2 separate regions of the Zea mays genome follow, and region 2 is linked to region 1. A link is a contact called in public Hi-C data. All regions are on one chromosome and are shown on one strand. Each heading gives the region's core, a stretch centred on a gene start, on an enhancer-like site or on the middle of the called end of the contact. The rest is flanking DNA. Distances are from core to core; before and after follow the strand shown. Region 1 holds the start of LOC100303849. Region 2 holds the start of LOC100281015 (caltractin).

The links. A called contact is a pair of places that touch in the nucleus more often than the background predicts.
Region 2: a contact with region 1 is called in a Hi-C map of endosperm, with 5 times the contacts expected there. The contact joins the promoter of LOC100281015 here to the promoter of LOC100303849 in region 1. A contact is called at or near these places in 2 of 25 Hi-C or Micro-C datasets (bundle sheath and endosperm).

Annotation. Positions count from the first base shown.
Region 1 is chr9:140,558,869-140,564,365 of Zm-B73-REFERENCE-NAM-5.0, reverse strand. LOC100303849 reads left to right here and starts at 3,268. Exons shown (of 1, transcript NM_001165468.2): 1 at 3,268-4,620. The coding sequence starts at 3,586. The coding sequence ends at 4,194.
Region 2 is chr9:140,713,058-140,718,554 of Zm-B73-REFERENCE-NAM-5.0, reverse strand. It overlaps LOC100281015 (caltractin), which reads left to right and starts at 2,245. Exons shown (of 1, transcript NM_001153934.3): 1 at 2,245-3,130. The coding sequence starts at 2,384. The coding sequence ends at 2,905.

The DNA of each region.
Region 1 (5,497 bases), core at 2,019-4,518:
TCGTCAGCAGAGGCCGAGTCCAAGCCCCTGGGTCGGGCGAGGCGGAGGTCGTCCGCAGAGGCCGAGTCTGAGCCCCTGGGTCGGGCGAGGCGGAGGTCGTCCGCAGAGGCCGAGTCCGAGCCCCTGGGGTTGGGCGAAGCGGAGTTCGTCGTCTTCCGGGGCCTTAGCCCGAGTCCGAGCCCTGGGTCGGGCGGAGCGGAGTTCGCCGTCTTCCGGGGCTTAGCCCGAGTCCGAGCCCTGGGTCGGGCGGAGCGGAGTTCGCCGTCTTCCGGGGCTTAGCCGAGTTCGAGCCCTGGGTCGGGCGGAGCGGAGTTCGCCGTCTTCCGGGGCTTAGCCCGAGTCCGAGCCCTGGGTCGGGCGGAGCGGAATTCGCCGTCTTCCGGGGCTTAGCCCGAGTCCGAGCCCTGGGTCGGGCGGAGCGGAGTTCGCCGTCTTCCGGGGCTTAGCCCGAGTCCGAGCCCTAGGTCGGGCGGAGCGGAGTTCACCGTCTTCCGGGGCCTAGCCCGAGTCCGAGCCCTGGGTCGGGCGGAGCTTCCTATGGTGCCTTTGGCAGGGCCTGGCTTCCTTTGCGTTAAATGCTCCTGCAACTTGGCCGGTCGGTGCGGCGATTCAGTCAGGGTTGCTTCTTAGCGAAGGCAAGGCCTCGGGCAAGCCGGAGATGTGTCCGCCGTTGAAGGGGGGCCTCGGGCGAGACGGAAACCCCTTCGGGGTCGGCTGCCCTTGCCCGAGGCTAGGCTCGGGCGAGGCGTGATCGAGTCGCTCGTATGGACTGATCCCTGACTTAATCGCACCCATCAGGCCTCTGCAGCTTTATGCCGATGGGGGTTACCAGCTGAGAATTAGGCGTCTTGAGGGTACCCCTAATTATGGTCCCCGACACACGTGGTCTGTGATAACTCTCATCCGATTAATTCACCCTGATGGTGATTTGCCTCACGAAGAGATTCATCTTGATGATGAAATTCCTAGCAATGCGCGCAATATCATTATGCTGGGAATACGGAACAATGAATCTTTCGTTTTGGGAAATAACGGAGATCATTATTAAATGTGGGAGACAAATATGTCGACACCTATATTGCCTCTCTAGATTGCAAATGGATCCAAAACAAAGTCCTAGGCATGAGTGCTTTAAGCTCTCTTATCGGGTCATTGATAAATGCAATCGAGGCTGAACCAATAATCGCAAAGTGAAAGTCACGAGCTTGAAGTTCGGACATTATGGGCACTGATGAAATAATGTGTGGTGAATGCGATGGTTCAAGTGGTCTTGTGAGAGACCCCTCCCACATATGTGTTGAATAAACACTGTTCCGCTATGTAATATATATTTGGCAAATGGCATGAATTAAACTATGCAGTTAATAGGGTTCAGAAGATCTGTCATGAGATCCAAGGAGGACTCATATTCTTGAATTATAAATATGCAACATATAAATCTCATACTGAATAATGCGTTCCTGATGAATGACCATTCTCAAGTGTAGAGAGAATATCTACTAGTTGAGATTACAGTTCCCTGATGGAACCTTTCTAGAAGAAATAAAGTCTGAGTTGAACACCAAAATTTGTTAATCCCGATAAAGGGATAAAGACCCATACAGACCTGAAAAGGAATAAGATGAGGTACCAAAGGACTTGAAGTTCACCGAATAAGCACATGTGCATTCCACGAGTTTTACTCATGGTATTTTCCACTTGATGTGGAATTACGGTATCCTCTAAAGCCCCGATGGCAGAAACCTACAAGGTTTAGGTGTTACTGGCAAAAATATCCCCATTGTGCCAGAATGACAGACTATAACGATGTATCTGATCGATGAAAAATCCCTGATGGATTACGATTTTTGATGGACTTTTGTTACACCATCATAGATGTTGCAATGGATGAACGCCTGGAGCGATGTGTCATATTTAGAATATGTACTATTGCAACTATATTATCCCCTAAGTCCTATATAAGGACATGTTACTTGCTTTGCACTACTATGTATAAATTGTGGTGTAAGATAGAAAATGATAGCACTCCAACCTCGTCCATTCTCGTTATTCCAGATGAACAATGAGATATATATCTTGAAGAATATGGTTAAGTTATGAGGGATAACGACTTTGACATATGTCATCGTCAGGGGGAGCGAATGCTTATATTGATCACAATCGTGTGACAATAAATATCATATTCTATGCCCTGAAGGCGTCAGCTTGATGATCAATATGTGAACCTTTATGGAAGTTTCTATCAAATATGTAGATCTAGTCGATCGAACACCACTAGTCGAAGTGGCTTATTTATGTTGATACGTGCACTTACCTCGTGTATCCTAGAAGTGAGTTGAGGTGAAGTTCCTGAAATAATCTTTGCAAGGATATGCAATCTGTTTGCTAAATCTATATGTGCATATACTTCCAGAAGAAAATATTTTTCAATATTGATACAGTTTTGCAAGGATCAGGGGGAGCACATTTCTAAAGTTAGCCTTTGTAGAAGATTCAGTAGAATCTAGATCCCAGAGGATCGAAATTTGTTCCGATGACAGCTGTTGTACTCTTTTTCCCTTGGTGAGTTTTCTTGAAGTTTCTCACATGAGGTTTTTAACGAGGCAACAAAGTGCAAATGCAATTTGTATCACCATGCACTCTTTCTCCATATTTTTCCCACTGGTTTTTTTGGAGTTTTAACGAGGCATGTGTTGGTCGCGGTATTCGCCCAAGGGGGAGTGTTGAGAAACCCTAATGAAGGGTTATGTGGGCAAATACCGAATATAGCCCTGAGGGCTATCGTGTCTCTATATATAGAACTTGTACCCCTCATATGGAATGTAGATCAGAAAGAGGCCAGATGCCCAACCCTATATCCAGTGTCTCGTGTGTTTCCTCTGTCGTGCTTATGGGAAGGGAGACGAGTTCTCTATATCTTCTTGCGCCTCTATTGCTGACGGGAGGGAAGGGAGCGGATCTGGTGATCCGTGGTAACGTAGTTCTCAACAACTGCTTGCACTCGCTCTTCAACACAAAGGAAACTAGGAAAGGCCATCATGCCGACGCGATCCCTACACCTCTGTGATCGTGACCACTGTAGTGGACACAGGGCCACAAAGTCCAAGCCCAGTGGACCTCATAATGACCAGCTCACTCCTAGTGTCGCACATGCAGACTGGATCAGGAGGGGAAAGAAACCAAAGGATCTTTTTAATAAAAAAAAGAAAAAAATATATATTATATTATATTATATTATTACCATTATTAACACATGAGCGCAGAAGAGTTGGCGTTGCGGCAGAAAATCCAAGCGGATCACAGGAGGGAGGAGAGGAGGGAACCGAGCAGTGGAGCACCATCGGCATCGGCGTCGCCATTTGCCGGTGCCGCACCGCACCCCCTTTATATCCCCCGTCTCCCACCTCTTTCGCCTCCCCTATTTCCCATCCCACCACCCACCCTGCCCCGACCCCGAGCGCAAAGCCAGCGCAGCGCCCATCTCCTTCTTCCTCCTCGTTGGATCGCAGCTCCTTGTTCCTCGCGTCCGATACGCCAGGTTTTCCTTCTGCGAGCAACAATTCTTGGCGCGCGCGCGCACTCGCAATGGCGTCCACGTCCAGCTCGACGCCAGCGGCGGAGGTGGAGGAGAGGGGCCGGAAGCGGAAGCGCGCGGCCGGGGCGGCGCCGACGCAGCCGTCCGAGTGGCGGACGCGGCGCGAGCACGAGATCTACTCGTCCAGGCTCCTCGAGGCGATCCGCCTCGTGCGCGCGGGGCCCTCCTCCGCCGCCGCCGCCAAGGCGGCCCCGACGCGCAGCAGGGCCGTGCGCGAGGCGGCCGACCGCGCGCTCGCGGTCGCGGCGCGCGGGCGCACGCACTGGAGCCGCGCCATCCTCGCGTCCCACCGCCGCCGCCTCCAGGCCGCGCACCGCGCGCGCCTTCGCGCCCCCGCGTCCCCGCCTCCGCGCCACGGCGCCTCCGCGGCGAAGGGCACCGCCGCGCTGCCTCCGGTGGCGAGGAAGGCCATGGTGCTGGGCCGGCTGGTGCCCGGCTGCCGGAAGCTGTCGTTTCCGACGCTCCTCGCCGAGACCACGGACTACATCGCGGCGCTCCAGATGCAGGTCCGCGCCATGACGGCCCTCGCCGAGGCGCTGTCCGCCGTCTCCTCATCATCTTCCGGCGCCGGCTCTTCCCCTTCCTCCTCGCCGGCGTGACCAACATTCGTGGATTCGTTGTAAATTTTTTTTCCGTCTATTTTTTCCCTCGCCCCGAATTTTTCCTCGGGATTAGTTAACCGCTAGCTTTCCCTCTTTCTAGTTTCCTTTGTCGTCTTGTTTCTCCCAGTTCGGTGAGCGGTTAGTGTTATGATGAAGACGACGACGACGACGATGGCGTCCCAGCGATTAACCCGTGCTGTAATATGTGATAGAAGAAGCCGTAGCCCACAGTGGTTTTGCTGTCTCTATCCTCTCCTCCCTCCGGCTCAGGATTCTTTTGTAGCTTGGTTTGTTCTCACCTGCTTCGATTCGCTCTCCGATGAATGCAGCTTGAAATGTTGGTTCAGATCACGTCATCGTGTATGATGCATCCTTTCATGTGCTTCTTGCTCAACATCCTGTAGCATTTTCTCCATGGCTTGCTTGTACTATTGTATCATCTCACAACCATAGTTACAAGTACTTACTAAGCTGTACTTCACAGAAACCGCTCGCTTTTTGCTCCTCACTTGCTGGACCCAAATTTTCTCATGCTTTTCCGCGGTTCCGATCACATTCGCTAAATTGTGCATAGACATTTTCTTGGATTCAAGATTTCTGAAGAAGTACAGACACAAATCCAAAAAAAAAACTTCCGTAGACGACAGACCCGTGTGCAAGCAAAAGATGGATTGGCAGCCGCATCGTAAAAAAAAATAAAGAGGTAAAAAAAAACATCCGAGGGTACGCGACTGTTTTATTTCGAAATAGGCAGTGGTACTGACAAGGAACTTGAAATGCTATGCGATGTGTGAGGGGATCAATGGGCACGTGGCCGATCTGACCGAGCACGCCCGGTGGCCGGTTGAAAACCAGCGGGGGCGTGCGTGCAATGCAACTGCAAGCACGCAGAGCGTGGTCCGTGGCCCCGCCACGCCCCTCGCATCTCATCTCGTCGCATTCGCCATGCAGTAAAAACAACTCGCCGACAGCGCCGGCGAGGAGGCGGACCCACCGTCACAGTGCTCGTGCTCCGATCCCGCGGTCGCTTCTTCCCTTTCTTCACCCGGCGTCGCGTTCGCCGGCCCACCGGCGCTCGGGCTCCGGTGCGTCAAGGCGAAAGTACGGCGCTGTCTTGTGGGGTTGGAGGATGGCGCGCCTGTGTACACCGTCGCGACAACGGCTTCCGGACGTGGGCGAGCTGGCGGCTCACGCAAGCCATGATGTGCGCGGGGAGTGGTGGCCCAGGCGTCAGCGCGCCTCTGCGTCGGGGCCTCGTCCGGGCCGGGACCGAGGCCGAAGCCTCCACGTGGTCCGTACG
Region 2 (5,497 bases), core at 996-3,495, 160 kb before region 1:
GAGAGCTTTTTATAGGTACTAGTATTTAGTTGAGATTATTAGATTTAATATGGGTGTGACTCATATTTTAATTAATTAACTCAAATAAATTATGGTCACATATTAAATACACAGGAGCACTTCAAGGGCCTTCTGGGTCCCTCCAAACGTTAGGGACCCTTTGAGGCCCTCAGGGAGCCCTTGGGGACCTTTAAGGGGCGTTAGGAAGTTCGGGCCATGAGAGGCCAACCGAGGTCCTCAGTGGCCATCCGAGTTGTCAAGGTCATCAGATAGCCCAGGGCCTTCGTGGCGTACCATGACATTATTCATGACCGTGTTGTGTGAGTGGTCTTGTTTTGCCACCTAAAGTAGTTAATGGAATAATGGACATATTATACACGAGGTAATGGATGTGTGTTATTTGTGATTACTCCATAATTTAATCTTTCTGTAACTCCTATTATATCTAGCACGAGAATAGAACACACATAACAACACAAAAGTCAACTCTCACCTATAGGTTGAGTTGTATCTAGGTCCCTCCGTTTGCACGAAGTCTTAGGACAGTAGGCCTCTACCATCTGTTTCTATGGCACCCATTTGAGTGTATGAATGATCAGGTTTTTAGGGAGCGTCTTCGTGGCTGCTCACTAATCATTGTCTTCTTCCTGGTGTTAGCTCGAGTCACATTTTTTACTCTTCATCTTGGTAAATGCCCAAGGGATGATGGTACTACGAGCATTTATCTACACCAGTTATGGTCCCCTACATGGAGGAACACATGATGTCAACTCATGTGAATAGAGTCGTCAATGTCTTGAGCGTAGGTCCCTCCGTTGTGTACAATTTAATATCTGAATTTGTTAGATTTAGTACAAATTTGGTCATGACCAATATGGTTTGTATATATGTATGAGATATTATTGTGAGTATTAAAAACAAGCATAAAAACGTCTAGATTCATTACGATATTTTTTTTGATACTGCTGTTCATGAATCTAGTTAAATTTAAAACATTTTATTTTAAAATAGTTTTTTGATACTACTGTTTATGAGTCTAGTTAAATTTAATTTTTGCTAGGTTAATTTCTGTTTTTGCATGGTCGGAATACCATTACCAGGCTAGTGCCCTCCCTAAATCACTGACCAGGCGTGCTCCACGTAGCTGCTCATGAACCTCCGGTTACCGCTCAGTGCCAGAGCCATGTGACATTTGATCGACCGCCGTCCTAGAAAGTGAGCCAGGCCGTGACAATACTAGCGTCGTACCATATCGATTTGGACCAGTCTGGCTGTTGTCTCGTAGCTGATGTATGTGTGTGACTTGACTGTTGTATATGGTCTGCCTGTCTGCCGCTCTCCCGCTAGCTCCAAGCAAATGGCGAGCCTTTCATCACACGAGCCACGGCACATGGTCCGCCGGTGCCAAGTGCCCACGTTGCCACGTCGCGTCCTTCTCGTCCAGTAAAATATGCACGCCAGGCACTCGCCATTCGTAAGAGTTTGGGCGACTGGTAATCTAGAGCATTTCGTCATTGTCGAAACCGTGAAAAATATAAAGAAATCTTTTTTTCTCTACCGTCGGTATTGGAGCAACAGGTTCCACCTCCACGAAAACTGGGAATCCGGACTTTTCTTTCCGTGCAGTGACTTTTCTTTGAAGAGATTCAGAAACAAAAGCTTGAATTCAGCGAAAAAAGCTGTCACGCGATTTTTTCCTTTTTCTTTAAATACCAACGTGCTGGTGCTTGGTAGTTTACAGCGGCAAACTCGTGGCAACGAAAGCACGGGAACGGTCTCAGAGAACTGCGCAGGCGCGGGCAGGTGGAAATGGAATCCCCGGTTGACGCCACGGAAGATCTCAGCGGGAGAGCGACGCCCAGCGCCGCAAGAATGTGGCCGCAAAGACGTCACCCAACACGTCTTCCAGTTTGTCCTGGTCCAAACCCACGCCGACCCCAGCTGCCCGTCAAGCTGAGGCTCCTTGCGTCGCAAGCTCACCACGGATCTCAAGCCAGCCAACCAATTCAAAAGTATCTCCTGCCCGCGTTGACATGTCACCGTCTCCCAGTCACACAGGTCCCCCCTAAAACACCTCGTCCACCACTCATCGCTGCACCGGACTCATCGGTCCCACCACAAAAGCACCCGATCCCACCGCGTCACACGCACCATTTCCTGCACCGTGTCCACGGCAAACGTCCTCGATGACGGGAGAGTTCGCCTCCCGCTCCTATAAATGTCAGCCTCCCGTGCGATGCCAACAGCACAAGCCGCACCGCAATTAGCCGCGACCCTCCGCAGAATCGGCTCACGTTTCCGATCCAGAGGTCCAGACTGTTCCCCGAGTTTTCCCACTGTGTCCTCTCCTCGCGAGTCCCGGCGAAGCAGGCGAACCGCGAACATGTGCCCCACCGGCAGGTACCTGGGGCTCGACCTCTCCGGCGCTGGCGGCGACCTGAGGCCGGCGTTCGACGTGCTTGACGCGGACCGGGACGGCCGGATCAGCCGGGACGACCTCAAGTCCTTCTACGCCGCCGCGGGGCCCGCCGCCGGCGACCGGTTCGACGACGACGACCTCGCGGCCATGATCGCGGCCGCCGACGCCGACCGCGACGGCTTCGTGCAGTACGACGAGTTCGAGCGCCTGCTGGCCGGCCGCGCCGCGGCGGCCGCCGCCGCCGCGGGAGGCGCTGGGCGCCGCTCCGCCATGGAGGGCGCCTTCCGGCTCATGGACCGGGACGGGGACGGTATGGTCGGCTTCGAGGACCTCAAGGCCTACCTCGACTGGGCCGGGATGCCCGCGGCGGACGAGGAGGTCCGCGCCATGATCCGCGTCGCTGGCGGAGGGGACGGCGGTGAAGGCGTGGGGCTCGAGGCGCTAGCCGGAGTGCTCGCGGTCGACCTGGAAGGCATCGCCTTTTGATTTTGAGAGATCCATGGGCTGTTGTGCGGAGTACTGTATTCTTTTTCTTGGGGTTTTCGGTTGGTGAGCGTGGTGCGTTGTCTGTCGATTGTCTGTGGTTGACTGGGGTTCACGGAGGACCATTCAAAACGAGATAAAAAGTTCGCATGATGGCCGTTTGAGATGCTTTCTCTGGACCCGACAATCATATATCAGACATTGCAAAGTCCAATGGGAGTTTATATCGAAAATGCTGGTCTCAAATTTTCTCTCCACGTTAACGACTAGTCTAAGAACCCATTTTTCTGAGACATTTTTATTTTTTTAAAGAGAAATTAGTTTATTTTTCTTGAAAAAATAGAAATTACTTAGAAAAATGTAGTTCCCATGCTAGCCCTAAGATAAAGTTTGTAAAAAGGACTTCAGCCATACATTTCAATTTCTGAAAGCCAAACAGTTCTAACTCGCAGTGTATGATAAAACGATTTAACTACAACTACAGATAGTCATATTAGAGTATAATAGGACTTTGGCCCTTCCTGCTCACGCTCTTTGGGTCTACTTGTCCTAAAGGCCACCGTGTCTGCATCTCATCATTTGAAGAGAATACTTCATCATCTGTATCTCATCATTTGAACAGAATACTTCATCATGAGGAGCGACTTCAAGCTCTATTGAAGGCAAATCCTTGTAATTACACAAATGCTCCTTGTGCTACTAAACATAATTTGCTAGTGCTGACTTTCATGTCATTCTCTCAACCTGGAAAAGATTGCACATAACAACATATGACGGTTTTGTAACTTTACAAAAACATGATTGAAGAATGGTAGCAACAATTCTTCAGATATCATTATGACAAGCACAAGTCAACAGGAACGTTAAGCACTGACTAAAAGGATAAAGAGAAGCCGGAATGGAACAAGACTTAGCATTTGATTTACCTTTTATCATGCAGATGTTCATGCCCCAAGGCTATAGAGGGGTAACTCTACTACTTCTCGGTAACTCACTGCCATAACAATGTTATCGGTTTGTTAATAACCATGACAACAGAAAGTGCACCTTACTAGTATTAGAGAGTTCAACCTTAAGGCGGCTAGCGGTGGGGGGTGAAGGCCACGTCCATCCTGAGGACCGGCCTGGCTGCGCCGAGGCATCCACAGGCTCCGGTGAGTAGGGATTGTCCCTCGCCGCTCCTCAATGGATTAAACTTCGCCCCTGGAATAGAGTTCCAACATGCTGTTTGGAATAGATGGAACCTTCGCATCCATGACCAATCGGGTAACTCCTCGACCTTCCTTCTAGTTGTTTCCTTTGGTCGTTGCAAATGGCGCCTCTCCTCCGGATCAGTGGGTTTTCTTCTGCAAGTGGTTATTGGTGGATTTGTTGCCTCCTTCGATATGTTGCAGCTTTCGGATCGTGTCTTTCGTTTCTCGGACTGTTCCAAGAAAGTGGGAATTATTATCTATAATTTGAGATCATTTGAGTGTGATAATTCAAATTATTTTTTCATCTCTGGAATTTTGGTGGCAATAATTGGGCTCAGGAATATCGTGATTTATGTCTTGAAGATCAATCTTCGTGGTCTGAGGTTGGCAGAAATGGTAAAGTTCATCGTTCTTATGCTCAAGCCGTCAAATCGAATGTTCTATCAGGGGCCAAATGCATCCCGCTTGGCAAGATGATTAATCATAATTCTGATTTCCATAGCCCGATCCGTGTTCATCAGAGGCGATCGGTTTTTCACAGGATTGCTTATTCTCACTCAAAGAATCGTGCGAATTTCTCGCAGAGCAAGCATCAGTTTCCCGGTTTTCAGGATTTTTCTTCGTAGAAATTCAATGTCGAAAGGTATTTCCTTCATGAAAGGATGGCGCTAAAGAAGGCTATTGATGTCACTAGATTATCACTGGTGCCTGAAGCCTACTATCACTAGATGAATTGTCGGATGGTCAACATACGCAAACGTAATAGAAGTCCACACATGTAAATATGTTGGAGAGGAAATCTCCGGCCGGGTGGCGGAGTGCACCCGCCCTAAATCCTAAGATGAGGAGGGGCCTAGGCGTTTAGCTTGTTAGAGATTGGGGGGATGAATACACAAGAACACGCAAGGGTTTAGAGTGGTTCGGGCCGCTGGAGCGTAATACCCTACTCCACTGTGTATTGTATTGCTCGTGAGCTTGAGTCTTTGATGACTTGGGACCGAGAGAGTCTGTCCTGTAACGTTGCATGCCTCCCCTTTTATAGCTCAAAGGGGGGCACGTACAAGGGTACTGAGCCCCGACATGTGGGCCTAGGGACATAACGGATGTAATACTTGGAGCGACTAATGTTCGTGCCAGTGCAATCTTCCTTGCGCCCTGGTATCCACGATCTGCGTAGCATTGGCGTGCAGGGGAAGCTTCCCTGGCAACGTGTGTGTGATGATGGATGAGCACAGTGCACCACGTAGCACGGGTGTACTGTTTGGCAATGGATAGGCCCGCCGCCTGCAGGATGGCCTGGACGCCGCCTGCCAGCTGAGTGGACAGGACACATTAAATGCTGAAGGGGCACATCACCCGTCAGCGGGATAGTCAGACGGCGTGTCTTTTCTGCAATAAATGC